Linked DNA regions of Oryctolagus cuniculus: region 1 is linked to region 2. The links are chromatin contacts, called in public Micro-C maps. All regions are on one chromosome and are shown on one strand. The core of a region is the stretch at or near the end of the contact, and the rest is flanking DNA. Distances in the headings are between cores, read along the strand shown.

Region 1 (3,210 bases), core at 223-2,722, 480 kb before region 2:
AGACAACTAATGTTGCCAGGGCAGAAAGGAATGCATAGTTGTCAATCCAAAACCTTGCACTTGGCCCCCAACCTGGCATGTATGCCACACTGTGCTCCACAGCTTGGGGAACCCTATGGTTTGCACATAATTAGTGAGCAGTTAGCCTCATCCTACTCTTGGGAACACAGCCAAACGAAGGAGCCCTCCACTCCACTGAATCAAGACAAACAGAGTGCATGTTTCAGTAGAGGAGGCTTCCATCACAAGGCCTAGCATCTACAAGAACCAGCTAGCAGCCCCCAATTCTTCTCCTTTCTCTGTCTCAACACGGGTCCCACAAGAGTACCAGGAAGGAAGCCCCCTAAAGGGAACTTCTCAGTCCAAGCCCCCGCATCGCAAGGGCTGGGACCGAGGTGACTCAGGGCTCAGCGAGGCTTTTCTGAGAGTGTCCCCACTGAGTTCTAAAATATTCACGGCCGGAAACTGCGAATGGGTTTGGCATTATACGAGGGGCGCTTCTACCCTCACCAGAAAAAGGAGCCGGGGCTCTCCCCTGGGGCTGCCTCTTCCCTCATCCTAACCCCCGCAGGCTCCAACACGCGGAGGCTCTCTTTTCTGATTTTTAAACATTTTCAGAGGGGGAAATCCCTTCTTCCTCTTGCTGAAAAACATTAAAACGGGCCCAGAAAATTCCCGGCTTAGAAGCGACAGAAGACATGTTAGGAAGAGCGGACCGGAGAGAAACAGGAAACGCACGAAAACAACAGGCTAAAGTGGGTTTTTTGATGATTCAAGGCCTAAGGGGCACGAAGAGGAAGATGAGTGACGGTCACGCCGGTGCCGGGGCGGGGGCCCGGGGGGAAGTCTCCAGGGTCCTGAGGGGCCCGGGCACTGCCGGAGGTGCCGGGGCTGCGGGGTGGCGGCCTCGGGGCGCGGGGGGCGCCATCCCCAGGCAGCAGCAGGGCACCGGGGGCCCAGAGCTGGACTCGGGCAGGGGCGGCGGGCGGGGTGCTGAGCGCGCCCGGCACCAGACGGGGGTGAGGACCAGGGGGAACCCCGATGGCGAGGCCGGAGGCAGAGGCGGGGAGGTGCAGGGGGCGGCGGCGGGGGGCGCGCAGGGGGGAGGGCTGGGGCCGAGGGCCGGACAGCGGCTCCGGGGCTGCGGGGTGTCACGGGCGCTGGGGACAGGAAGATGCCGAGCAGAGGCGCTGGGGGCACCGGGGCTTCCGAGGCGGCAGTGGCGGAGCGGCTCCGGGCGCCGGGGGTCGCGGGAGCTGGCCAGCAGGTGCGGGGCTGGGGCAGGGGCCACTCACCCGTCTCCGGCGCGTCCTCTCGCCGCCGCCGGCTGAAGCTCGCGCTCCGGCCCTGGCTGGTCGGCGGCCCCGCCCGGCGCCGCGCACTTTCGGTTTCCGTTCCCCGCAGGCTCTGGGCGGGGCGAGGAGCCGGGCGGGCGGCCCGGAGGAGGAGGAAGAGGAGGAGGAGGAGGCGGGGGCCGGGCCCCGGCAGCGGCGCCACAGCCCCCCACCCCGGCGGTGGCTGTCGCCTCAGCTCCCCCCAGCGGCGGGGCCGGCGGGCTCCGGAGGGCGCGGCTGAGGGGAGGGGACTGCGGGGGGCGGGCGGACTGGGCCCAAGGCCGTCGCGGGACTCAGTCGGTCCCGGCGGACGGGGGATCCGGCGGGCGGCTTGGTGCGCTTGAGGAGCGACATGGCGGTGAAGCCGAGAAGCCCGGGCGGCCCGCTGTGTCCAGAGAAGGGGGCGGGGCTAGACGCGGCCTTGCCGACCATTAGAGCGCTGCGCGACCCGGAGACTACATTTCCCAGGGGGCCCCGCGCGGCGCGTTTCGAGCCGAGTGCGCAGGCGCAAGAAGCTCTATGATTATATAAGGGCGGGCCTCGTCCCTGTCGGTCCTTTCGCGTCGGCGGCGGTTGGCTCGCGGTTGGCCTGTAGCATCGTGGTCTCTCGCACGATGTCTCCCAGTGTCGAAGCCCCGCTTTGTGTGTGGTGAGTGAAGGCCCAGCTGCGCTCCATCTTTACCCCGGCCGTCTCGTCGACTCTGCGCAGGTCCCCCCCGTCTCCCCTGGGGTCGCCCCAAGGCCGCGGGCGGAGGAACTGGCGCGGCTGGTGTACATGATGACCTCACTTTTTTCCCCGTCAGATCGGCCATGCTGAGGTCTCAGAACGCTTGCCAGTTGGTTCTGATACGCCAGCCGCGGAAGGCCGCGCCGGTCGGCTCTGGGCGTGGGGAGATGGCGACCGATGCCTTCTCTCGTAGGTCCGAGGGGACGGCACGGACGTGGGAGGCCGGAGTGACCTGGGCTTGCGCGGGAGCGCCAGATGCGGGCCTCGAACCTCGGTCTGCAGGGTAAGCGTGTCGTGGGGACACGTGCTTCGCGGAGCTCCCTCCGGGGGTTAAACTGAGCATTGGGTAGTTGGTCCTGTTGGGGTCGTCACTTCCGGAGTGAGGAGTCAGCGGTTCGCCCCCAGTGTGTCCCCGGCCCCGCACTTGGGCACCCACCGTCTGCTCCGGCGCGCTAGCAGGAAGCCACGTCTGGAGCGAGGGCCCAGAACGTGAGCCTGCACCCTGATGAGGCGGGGCCTGCAGGACCGGGGGCTTAGAGCTGGCTCTGGTTCTCTACTTAGAGGTTTACTGATTGTAACGGCAGAGGTGCGGAGGTCTTCCGTTCACTGGTTCACGTCCCAAATGACCGCAACAGCGGAGGCTGGGCCAGGCTGGGGCCAGGAGCTGCGGCCGCGTCTCCCACGTGGCTGCAGGGCCCAGATCTTGGGCGATGTTCTGATGCTTTCCCAGCCACATAAGCAGGGAGCTGGATAGGAACTAGCAGCCATGTGGGTTTCGGGCCCTGTAGGCATAGCCTACCCCACAGTTCTTTAAAAATGCTTTGTTTTGTATCACAATTCATTGATAAGTTCCTAGAGAAGAAATCCTTTAAGAGACGTTTCCAAAGTGAAGCAGCCTTAGAGAAGTGATGTTTAATATCTTTAATGCCACTTTTTTAAATTTGAAAGGCAGTTACAGAGAGAGGTATTCCACCCGCTGGTTCGCTCCCCAGTGGCTGCAATAGCTCTGGCTGAGCCAGACCGAAGCCAGGGGCATCTTCCGGGTCGCCCATGTGGCCGCTGGGGCCAGAGACTTGGGCCGTCTTTGATCTGGCGTCTAAATTTCTTTGCACTCGTGCAGCAGTGAGGTACTTCCAGGGTGTGCTGTCT
Region 2 (3,302 bases), core at 680-3,179:
CTGGTGGCCACATCTGGATGGCGACGGGCGTGCACCTCACACCGCGGAGCTGGACGGAGCTGGGTGGAGCTGGCCGCTGTACCACGGTCCAGATTCTACCCACAGTAACAAAACCGAAAAGGGGTAAGTCAGCCTCTCCGGTTCAGTGCACAGAGCGACACAACAGGAACAGGCCTGGAACCCCAGCTCGCCGTACTTGTGCACACAGAGTGCTTATCTGCGAGCACCCACTGCACACATCTGGTGCCTTCGAAAGCCCGGCCCCGGGTCTCCTGCCCCTGGCACTGCAGCCCCCACCCGCCCACCAGGGCCTGCAGAAGCCTCCCCAGGGGCCTGCACGTGCGGCACACTCTGCTCCCTCAAGGACACCGCAGCCCCTGGAGGGAAGGCGAGGCACACGCGGACGGGGTCAGCAACAGGAGAAACAGCCAAGAGGACGCACTGGGCTTCTCGGCGGCTGCCCCAATAGTCAGGTCGTCCCGCGGGACAAACATGCCCCTCCCCCTCTCTCCCTCTCTCTTTTAAGATTTATTTATGTATTTGAAAGGCAGAGAGAGAGAGAGAGAGAGAGAGAGACAGGTCTTCCATCCGCTGTTTCACTCCCCAAATGGCCGCAACAGCCAAAGCTGGGCCCATCTGAAGCCAGGAGCTTCCTCCGGGTCTCCCACGCGGGTGCAGGGGCCCAAGCACTTGGGTCATCCTCTGCTGCTTTCCCAGGTGAATTAGCAAGGAGCTGATCGGAAGTGGAGCAGCCGGGACTCGAACTGGCGCCCATATGGGATGCCAGAGCCGCAGGCGGAAGCTTGACCGTCTGTCTGTGCCACAGCGCCGGACACCCCCCCCCCCAATAGCTGAAAGAACCTGCTGCTGTCCGGTCAAGTGAAATCAAGTGAGGGCACGGGAGCGGCCTCCACAGCGTCTAAGGTGCGGGCCTGTCTGCACGCTGCCTTCCCGGTGGAGAGAACCAGGCGGGACCGCGGCAGAGCTTCGTTGGAGGTGCACCGGTGGTGACCGCGGTGTCCACTCTGCACAGAGGCGGCCCCCAGCGCTGGCCACGCTGGCATCCAGCATGAACGCCGGTTCGAGTCCCGGCTGCTCCACTCCCAACCCCGCTTCCCGCTCACGCTCCAGCGAAAGCAGCAGAGGGTGGCCCAATCCGTGGGCTCCTACTCCCACGGGGAGACCCGGCCGTAGTTCCAGGCTCCTGGCTCCGGCCTGGCCCTGCCCCGTGGACGGAAGACCCGCCTTTCTGTGTCTCTCCTTCTAACTCTGCCTTTCAAATGAATAAATAAATCTTAGTAAAAGTGCTGTTGGCTAGCTCCCACACCTAATAACGGCCGAGACCCCTTTGACCATCAACAGCTCCCAAGGTGAATTAATCCTGTTCCCATCGCAATGGATTTTGCGACATTGATTTGACAGCTGCAGCTCAGGAGAGACATCAACTCCCCTTTACGACGTACTGAAGCTCGGGTGGCACTCGGCATGGCAGTGAGGTTGCCGCCTGGGACGCCGCGGTCCCTATCAGAGTGCTCGGTTCGAGTCCCAGCTCCTCCGCTGCCCATCTAGTCTCTGCCTTTGCAATAAAATGAAAATATATTTTTAAAATGTCGGTTAGGCTTATATGAATCGAATGGAGTTGATTCGAAGAGAAGCATGAAATCACAGCGCAGCTAGCGCGAAGCTAACATTTTCAGCTTGGAAAACCGGCCGCGACCGGCAGCCGCCGCCTTCGGGGTCCGCACCTCCCAGACTTCCCTCCCCAGCTCCGTACGGCGTCCGGGGGGCGTGGCCCGCCACTAGCCCGCCCCCAGCGTGCGCACGCACGACCTACAAGCCCCGCCCCTACCGGCGCACGCCGCACGCTCCGCCCCGCCCCCACGCGCGTGCTCGGTCGCCGCCGAGGACCCGCCCCCTCGCCGAGCGCCTCCTTCCCGACCGCCCTTGCGCGGAGCTGAGCGGCGGCAAGATGGCGGCGCAGCAGCAGGGTCGTGAGGGCGGCGCTCCGCTGGCCGCGGCAGCGGCGGAGGCCGACCCCTTGGGCCGCTTCACCTGTCCCGTGTGCTTAGAGGTGTACGAGAAGCCGGTGCAGGTGCCCTGCGGACACGTGTAAGCAGCAAGCTCGCGCCCGGCCGCAGGGCGCCCGGCTGGGAGGGGAGCGGAGCCGGGGAGCGAGGCCCCTACGGGGAGGGTCTCCGGGGCGGAGGCGCAAGGACGGGCCTGGGGGGTGGCAGCTGGCGGGGCCGGCACAGCCGACTGCCCCCGGGCGGCCCGTGAGGCGCCGGGCAGGGGCCGAGGTCCGCCCTGGGAGAGCCAGAATGCGCCTCGGGGCTAGGGCTCTGGGCGTCGGGGCTGGCGTTGCGCACTGAAAATGGGGAAACGCCGAAGGAGGGGGAAATAATGAAAGGGAAGTCCGCTCGGGGCGCGCCGGGCTGTGCTTCTCGGAGTGGGGGGCTGGCCCGGGAGCGGGGGCCGCGCGGGGGCCTCGCTCCGACAGACGCTCCTAAAACTAGGGGAAGAGAAGAACAAAACAAAACAAGCAAACCTGTAGGCGAACGGGTTCACCTGCGTCGTGCTTCCCCGCAAGGCCTTGTTCCTCTGTGGGCTCCCTGTGCTAGGCACGGCCGCCGCCTTGGCGGGGGCCCGGGGATCCTCTGTTGGTCGGCGGCGAGCGCACCTGTAGGCACTCACAGGCGGTCGTCTGCAGGGGGCACCTGTGCAGGGGCGGGGGCTGGCAGCCATTTTACAGGGTAGTCGACGCCGGGCACCCGGCAGAGGCTCTGCGGCCAGGCCGGCTGCTTGCTGCGCCCTTTGGCCAGCCTGGAACCGGACTCCTGCCCCGTGCGCCTCCCGCCTCTGCCCTCGGATCTCGGGTCCCTGCGCTATCACCGTGGCCATCCCTCCCCTCCCTCGGGGTCTCGGGAGATGGCCGCCCTCGGCGTCTGCGCTCGGCTGAGCTGGGGAGAGGTGGTGCCGCCCCGGCTGGAGACCTCCTGTGCAGGGCCGCAGCCTCGAGGAGCCGCGTGACCGCGGAAGGGGCGGGCTGAGGAGTGGGTCCCCGGCGTGGAAGTGGAGCTCGGCCGCCTGCTCTGAGCCTGCGCACCTCGGCGCAGGGCCACCCAGCTTCGTGTCCATCCCGCGGGGTCCATTCACTTAACAGCTTTCGGAAGCCTTGGCCCAGCGTCGAGCCGCCGGCCCTCTCCTGGGTGGGGGCCGCAGCGGCACTGGGGTTCAGGCCGCGGCTCGCTTCTCCTCCCGGCCGTGCAGGCTGCACGTGTCCAGCAGTTCCGTGCTGATGGACG

What was found. Hi-C and Micro-C count contacts between places; a contact is called where the count stands out from the background.
Region 1: a contact with region 2 is called in a Micro-C map of ear pinna, with 5 times the contacts expected there. The contact joins the promoter of ZNFX1 here to the promoter of RNF114 in region 2. A contact is called at or near these places in 2 of 6 Hi-C or Micro-C datasets (ear pinna and an unstated tissue).

The regions. Positions count from the first base shown.
Region 1 is chr11:11,177,156-11,180,365 of mOryCun1.1, reverse strand. It overlaps ZNFX1 (zinc finger NFX1-type containing 1), which reads right to left and starts at 1,472. Exons shown (of 14, transcript XM_051844938.2): 1 at 1,296-1,472. It overlaps LOC103352391 (a long non-coding RNA gene), which reads left to right and starts at 1,570. Exons shown (of 6, transcript XR_011379842.1): 1 at 1,570-1,983; 2 at 2,255-2,344. LOC127491241 (small nucleolar SNORD12/SNORD106) reads left to right here and starts at 2,100; the gene lies at 2,100-2,190.
Region 2 is chr11:10,695,290-10,698,591 of mOryCun1.1, reverse strand. RNF114 (ring finger protein 114) reads left to right here and starts at 1,929. Exons shown (of 6, transcript XM_070051708.1): 1 at 1,929-2,109. The coding sequence starts at 1,970. It overlaps SPATA2 (spermatogenesis associated 2), which reads right to left. Exons shown (of 3, transcript XM_070051700.1): 1 at 2,546-3,302. The coding sequence starts at 3,135.